Linked DNA regions of Pan troglodytes: region 2 is linked to region 1. A link is a contact called in public HiChIP or PLAC-seq data. All regions are on one chromosome and are shown on one strand. Each heading gives the region's core, a stretch centred on a gene start, on an enhancer-like site or on the middle of the called end of the contact. The rest is flanking DNA. Distances are from core to core; before and after follow the strand shown.

Region 1 (3,410 bases), core at 259-2,758:
TAGTTCCCAGTCCCGTGCTCTCTTCACAATTCTCTGCTGAAACAGACCATCAACGGTTGAGAAGCACAATTAGAAAAGGGCCTTTGTATGGCTTCACCCTGCCAGGCGGCCTAATTGATATTTAGGTCGACCTCAATTCAAGTCCATGCAGAGCCAAACTGAAGGAGAAGAAAAAAAAAAAAACCCAAAGGTTCCATCTTCAAATAAAGAAACACAGGACTTTTGGAAATAGCACATCTAAGCCGAGCCCACCGTCTGACTCTGCACTGCCCAGGTGTAGAGTAAGGTCCCCTGGGCCTGGGGTTAGAGGGATCACAGGTTGCGGAAATCCGACAGAGCTGGAGCCCGGAGGTGTAATTTTCCATCTCCACACCAGGGGGCAGCCTGGCACCTTCCACGACAGATGGAAAATTTTTCAGGCCTTGGCCCATCCGAGCATCCGCAGCGCCTTATTACTGTACTCTGTATTAGCATGGCGGTAAATTTAGCAGCATAAACAAAAAAAAAAAAAAAAAATCAAAAAGTCAAGACATGTGACAGAGCTAAAAATAATTGTGTCTGAAATCCCTAATGTGAAATGGGGAACTTTTCACTCCGAATCTAAACCCAAATCCAAACCAGAGACCTCCGGGAACGTCCTGGCCGTTGGGTTTGACAGAGCTCCAAATCCTCACCCCTTAGGTGCTTTTTTTTTTTTTTTTTTTTTGGAACGAAAGCGGAGTCCGTGAAAGCTGGGAGGGAATGCAGGACACCATGGGGGCCTTCTAGGGACCAGGCCCTTGCAAGAACCATCCCTGGTGTAAACCTCGCAGCAGCGCCAAGGGAAGGGGCTTGGCTCTCAGCCCATTTTACACACGAGAAAACTGAGGCTCAGTAATGGAACAGGGCTGCCCTTATGGTCACACATATACAGAGGCAGGCTCCAGAGCCCTCTGTGTCCCTCAGGACTGCCCGTCAGCACCCCATAATCGCTGGCTTCTCCCTAAAGGTACACATGAGCAGCAAAGAGCTCCAGCCTTTGAACTTGCTTGTCCCACCGGCTAGAGCTCTTCTGTCAGCTTTAGGCATAAACAGCCCTTTCCGTTTCTTCAGGTGTCACCTCTGCCCAAGCTCCTCTCAATGCCACCATCACGCCGCCCTGCTTTCTTTCCTTGGTGGCACTTTGCTATCTCACAAATCATCCTGTTTATTGGTTTCCATGGTTACGCCTCCCCCCCACCACCACCACACACCCATCATGTCAGCTCAAGAGAGCACGGGCTTTGCCTGTCATTTCCCCAGCGTTCAGATCCGTGCCTGGCATACAGTCGGTGCTCAATACATTTTTCTTGGTCTTTCAATAAACCAACATCCTTGGTGGTTAAACGCCAGGCCACTAAAAATAAATCCCAAGTCCTTTTCCAAGCGGGCACAGTGCACCTGCAGGACCGGGTCCCTGGTTGTGTTATTAAGGTTCTCGGGTGATCAGACCCCGTGCGGGTAATGAAATCGCGGCAGCCACAGCCAGCAGCCCCGACGCCTTCCCGCCGTTGCCAGGGCGACCATTGTCATAACATCCCTGGCGCTTGGCGGCCCAGCTGACGGGGGAGAGAATTATTTGACTGGAGAACGTCTCAAGTAACCGGCCAATTTGCATCCACAGGAAAATCCCCTGCTGAGGGAGGGCTGGAGGCCTGGGAGAGGCGCCCTTCCTTCTCTCCCCAGCCCTGGATCCCAATGAGAACCGGATCCCTGAGGCCAGGCAGAGGGACCCAACAGTCTGGGGCAGTCCCGCCGAATGCTGGAACACAGGCAGCTGCCTCTGCAGGAAGGAAGAGCCCCCCTCTCCACTGCCTCACTATTGCTGATGGTTTTTCCTTTTCTCTACGTTATTACTGCTGATGGATATTACAAACAATAGAAAAAAGGGTTTATATATTTAATGAGCACTTACTAGACAGCAGGTCTAGTAGTAATAACTTCCTTACACGATCCTTATAATTTTAACATTTACACAATAATACATTATGTCATATTTATACTATATATGTATACTGTATAATGTCATCATAGTAGTCATAGATCTCCCATATGTGATAATTCATATATAATACATAATTTGAAATATATATTTATATATATATAAAACAATATTTATATTATGCAACATACACAGGTTGAGTATCCCTTATCTGAAATACTTGGGATCAGACATGTTTCAGATTTCAGATTTTTTTCAGGTCTTGAAATCTTTGCATTATACATCATGAGCTATCTTGGGGATGGGACCCAAGTTTAAACACGAAATTCATTTATGTTTCATATACACCTTATACACATAGACTGGAGGTAATTTTGTACAGTATTTTTAATGTGTTGCATTAAACAAAGTTTGTGTTAAGTTTTTATGTGTGGAATTTTCCACTTGTGATGTCATGCCAGTGCTCAAAAGTTTCCGATTATTGGGAGGCCAAGGCAGGTGGATCACTTGAGGTCAGGAGTTCGAGACCAGCCTGGCCAACATGGTGAAACCCCGTCTCTACTAAAAATACAAAAATTAGCTGGGCATGGTGGTGGGTGCCTGTAATCCCAGCTACTTGGGAGATTGAGGCAGGAGAATCGCTTGAGCTCGGGAAGTGGAGGTTGGAGTGAGCCAAGATCGCACCACTGCACTCCAGCCTGGGCGACAGGGTAAGACTCCATCTCAAAAAAAAGTTTCCGATTATGGGACATTTTACTTTTTAAATTTTGGATTAGGGATGCTCAACCTGTATTATATATTTATAATAATAAAACTCACATTTGTTGATAGTTTTTATATGCTAGCCCTGTGCCTACTGCTTTGTGTTAATAACGCTGCTACTGATAAATTATTATAAAATATATTCATAATCACAATCATAGCTAAGTCTTATTGAGCACTTACTATGTGCTAAGTGCTTTATGAATATTATCTAATTGTCATATGCACTCTAAGGGCTAAGAACCATATTATTCCCATTTTGGAGATGAGAAAAAGAAGCACAGAGTAACAATGGAACTTGCCTAAGGTCACATGGATAAAAACAAGGAGGGAGGCTGCCCCCAAGCCTGTCCCCTTCCTTATTTTTCCATAGCACAGTTCAAAGTTGTCAAACTTGAGCTTGTAGCAAGATCACCTGGGGAGCTTGTTAAAAATACACATGCCAAGCCCCAGCTTCAGCCCCAACCCAAGCCTACGGAATCAGGCACTCCTGGGGACAGGGGCTTCTCTTTTCTTGTCAACAAGGTCCCCAGATAGCTCAGACAGAGGCAGAGTTCAGAACCACTGCATGGGGCTTTGCCGCCCGGCCCTATGAGAGATGGGTTCTTTATTTGTTGTAAATATCACAGTTCCCATTGGGTGATCTGATTAAATGAATGAGTCTTGAGGGGCTGAGATGTGGAGAGGG
Region 2 (3,410 bases), core at 670-3,169, 140 kb after region 1:
GGTATAGCACCATTTATTTCTTTAGTAATCTTTCATAATTTTGCTTAGTTATTCTATCAGTTGTTTTCTAAAATTGTATCAGCTGTTTTCCTTTATTTTTATACCCATCACTTGTATTTTATGCCTTTTAAAAAACAGAAGTGGGCTGGGTGTAGTGGCTCATGCCAATAATCCCAGCACTTTAAGAGGCCCAAGGCAGGCAGATCACTTGAGCCGGGGAGTTAGAGAGTGTAGTGAGCCGTGATTGTGCCACTGCACTCCAGCCTGGGTGACATAGTGAGACCTTCTCTCAAAAATGAAACAGAACAAAACCCCAGGAGTGTTCAAAGACCCCAGAATTTGGCAATACATGACAAATATTTAATGTGTTTCTATAACTTTAATTCAGAGGCATCTATATCTCACCTCAGCATGTGTCAGCAAATTAATTGTAAACATGTGCTGATTTTTAGCCTTAGTATTTAAGAAAAACTTGTTAATCATTTATGATTCCCTTCCTGGAGATAAAAATGAATAAAACCAGTTTTATCTTAAAAGAAAGAAAGAAAAGTTTTAAAATGGCATGCTAATGATCTAAGCCCCCAGTGTTAAAGTTTCCTGGGAGCAAGCAGAGTAGGGGCACTGTCACATCACAAGCCCTAGCTGATCCCCTTCTTCGGGGTCCCCAGGCAGGGGCTAGGGTGAAGCCATAACTGCCATCACATACTTGCCACTGTCCCTCTGCTGTGTTCCTGAAGCAGGTGACAGTGATGTAATCCTATGCAAAGAGTATTGCTACCTCCTAATCAGAACACTGCTGACCCCAGGCCAGCCTCAGAAATCCTCCCAGGATTTTTGTCTTCCTCATCATGTTAAAAGAAAAAAAAAAAAAGAAAAGACTTCAATATGGATGCTTTGCATGCTCATTGCTGGAAAATACAGACCAGGCCAGGCGCGGTGGCTCACGCCTGTAATCCCAGCACTTTGGGAGGCTGAGGCGGGTGGATCACTTGAGGTCAGGAGTTCGAGACCGGCCTATCCAACATGGCAAAATCCCATCTCTACTAAAAATACAAAAATTAGGCAGGCGTGGTGGCGCGCGCCTGTAGTCCCAGCTTCTCCGGAGGTTGAGGCAGAGAATCGCTTGAACCCGGGAGGCAGAGGTTGCAGTGAGCCGAGATAGCGCCACTGCACTCCAGCCTGGGTGACAGAGCAAGACACCAAAAAAAAGAAAAGAAAATACAGACCAACAAAAAAGAAGAAAATAAAAGTGATCTAGAATTCTCCTCGCCTCAGGAAAAAAACCTAAAATGTTGATATCGATTCTCCTCAGTATCTCAGATCACAAGGACCCTGTCCTCTGTGTTCATGAACTAGACCCTTCCAGCGACACAGATTAACCCAACTGGAAGTTTCTGTTTGTTTTTCTCTGGAGTCGTTTTCTGGAGGTTGGTTCCCTAAATTTTTTGGGCGAGGGGCACGGATTCCGGAGATAGGTGGGTTGCAGTTGTGTTTGTTTGGGGTTGTTTTACATTTCCAAATATTCACCTCCCAGCTTGGGGGCCGAGAGGTATCTCAAGCCTTCTTTCGCAAAGGCATCTATATTCAAGACCCAGCCGTTTTACTCGGGGTTGTTTTTTTTCTTAGATTTTTTTTTTTTTTTTTGAGCCCCGGCAGCTTTTGTTCCTTTGAATTTAAGTGTTTGAAGCTTGGCGATGGCAGGAATTGGCTTTAGCCTTGAGATCTTAATATGTAATGATGACTGGGGCTGCAGGGGGCCCTGCCTCTGCCGCTGCCCTGCTCTGGAAGCGCCTGGGTATCTGAGAGTTCAGAGCAGGCTGGAGGGGCGGAGCTTGGAGGGAGGCTGGCGGCCCGCGCCTCCGGTAACCTAGCAACCGACGCCCTAGCAACGCGAGGGGGCGGGACCGAGGGAGGAAGTCGGAAACTGGTGGCCGCGTCTCGCGAGAGTTGCTTTTGCGCGCGAACTGTAAGTGCCAGGGTCTCAGGGTCAGGTCGCGGCTGGTCACTGTGCAGGCGCTTGGGTGACGCGACGATCTCAGCGGATCTGGTCACCTTCGTCTCCCCGCCATGGAGACCTCAGCACTCAAGCAGCAGGAGCAGCCCGCGGCGACCAAGATCAGGAACCTGCCCTGGTAGGAGGAGGCCGAGCGGCGGCGGTGGGCAGAGGGGGCCAGGCGGCCGCGCGGGGAGGAGGTGGCTGGGGTGGCAGGTGACCGGACCCCAACCCGACCTCTTCCCGTCGTCCCCAGGCCTGCAGCCGGGACCGAGCTGCAGAGGTTTCCCCCGACACCCCCCAGCTACCCAGACTCGTCCGTTCTGTTTAGGACTTTTGCCAGTTCTCACCCTTTCACCCCCAGCTCCATTTGCCGAAGAAGAAGGCGGCTTTCGCACCTGGTGACAGCACAGGGGTTCGATCCCGCGTCTCCTGACACCTGCAATGGCCTCCATGCCAAAATGCCCTCTTCCCACTCTTCAAAACCTGCGATGCGACTATTGGTCACATTTTAAACTAGTAATAACGCTCCCTGGTCAACTTTTATTGAATGGCATATTATTAGATTAGCAGACGCCCTGTTAGATGTTCGATCCTTACAAAGACCGTAGGAGGTAGGCACCGCCTCAAATTTTACACAGGAGGAAACTGCATTTTAGAAAGATGTAATGACTTCCCTATGGTCCAAGGGAGAAAATTGGCTTGGAGGTGAATCTAGGAAGTCTGAATTCAGATCTTGTACTCTTAACCATCCTACTTAAACAGCTATGTTCTCGCAATGCTTCCAAGACTTTGAAGCAATTTGACTTGGCTTCGAAAAGCTGCAAGTTGTCATTGTCTAGTAACTAGTTCAATTTGTCTTTATTGTGGTTAAAAAAAAACCCAGAAGATTGACAGTTGTAACTATTTTATGTATTTACGTATTTATTTTTTTAGAGACAGGGTCTTGCTCTGTCGCCCAGGCTGGAGCGCAGTGGTGTGATCACAGCTCAGTGTAACCTCAAACATTGGGGTTCAAGCCATTTTCCTGCCTCAGCCTCCGAAGAACTGGGACTTTTAGAGGCGAGCTACCAAGCCCATCCTGTAACCATTTTAAAATGTACAATTGAGTGGCATTAAGTACATTCAGAATGCAGTGTACTGTTGTGGAGTCTTCCCGCTATCTAGTTCCAAAATTTCATCACCCCAAATGGAAATCCTGTACCCATTGACAGTTACTCCCCATTCTCCCCTTCCTCTAGCCCCTGGCAACCACTAATCTGCTTTCTATCTATGGATTTGCCTATTCTGGACATTTCATGTAAGTGGAATCCTACACTATGTGGCCTTTTGTGTCTGGTTTCTTTCACTCAGCATCATGTTTTCAAGGTTCATGCGTGTTGCTGCTTGTATCAGTAGTTAATTTCTTGTTATGGCT

The links. HiChIP or PLAC-seq counts read pairs in DNA pulled down with a chosen protein or histone mark.
Region 2: an H3K4me3 HiChIP or PLAC-seq map of stem cell-derived excitatory neurons shows a contact between it and region 1, with 11 times the contacts expected there. The contact joins the promoter of RFC5 here to the enhancer-like site in region 1. A contact is called at or near these places in 4 of 7 Hi-C or Micro-C datasets (blood, induced pluripotent stem cells and stem cell-derived neural progenitor cells), 1 of 1 datasets of contacts at active chromatin or transcription factors (stem cell-derived excitatory neurons) and 1 of 1 other capture datasets (stem cell-derived neural stem cells).

The regions. Positions count from the first base shown.
Region 1 is chr10:124,678,828-124,682,237 of NHGRI_mPanTro3-v2.0_pri, forward strand. All of the region lies in intron 1 of KSR2 (kinase suppressor of ras 2), which reads right to left. Among named protein-coding and RNA genes, the nearest start is that of KSR2, 93 kb to the right of the region's middle. Within about 2 kb of position 1,509, at least 13 of the 24 cell types and tissues checked have an H3K27ac peak or open chromatin away from gene starts, as enhancers often do. A contact at or near this core is called in stem cell-derived excitatory neurons and stem cell-derived neural stem cells, where this site is marked.
Region 2 is chr10:124,818,566-124,821,975 of NHGRI_mPanTro3-v2.0_pri, forward strand. RFC5 (replication factor C subunit 5) reads left to right here and starts at 1,920. Exons shown (of 13, transcript XR_010147794.1): 1 at 1,920-2,132.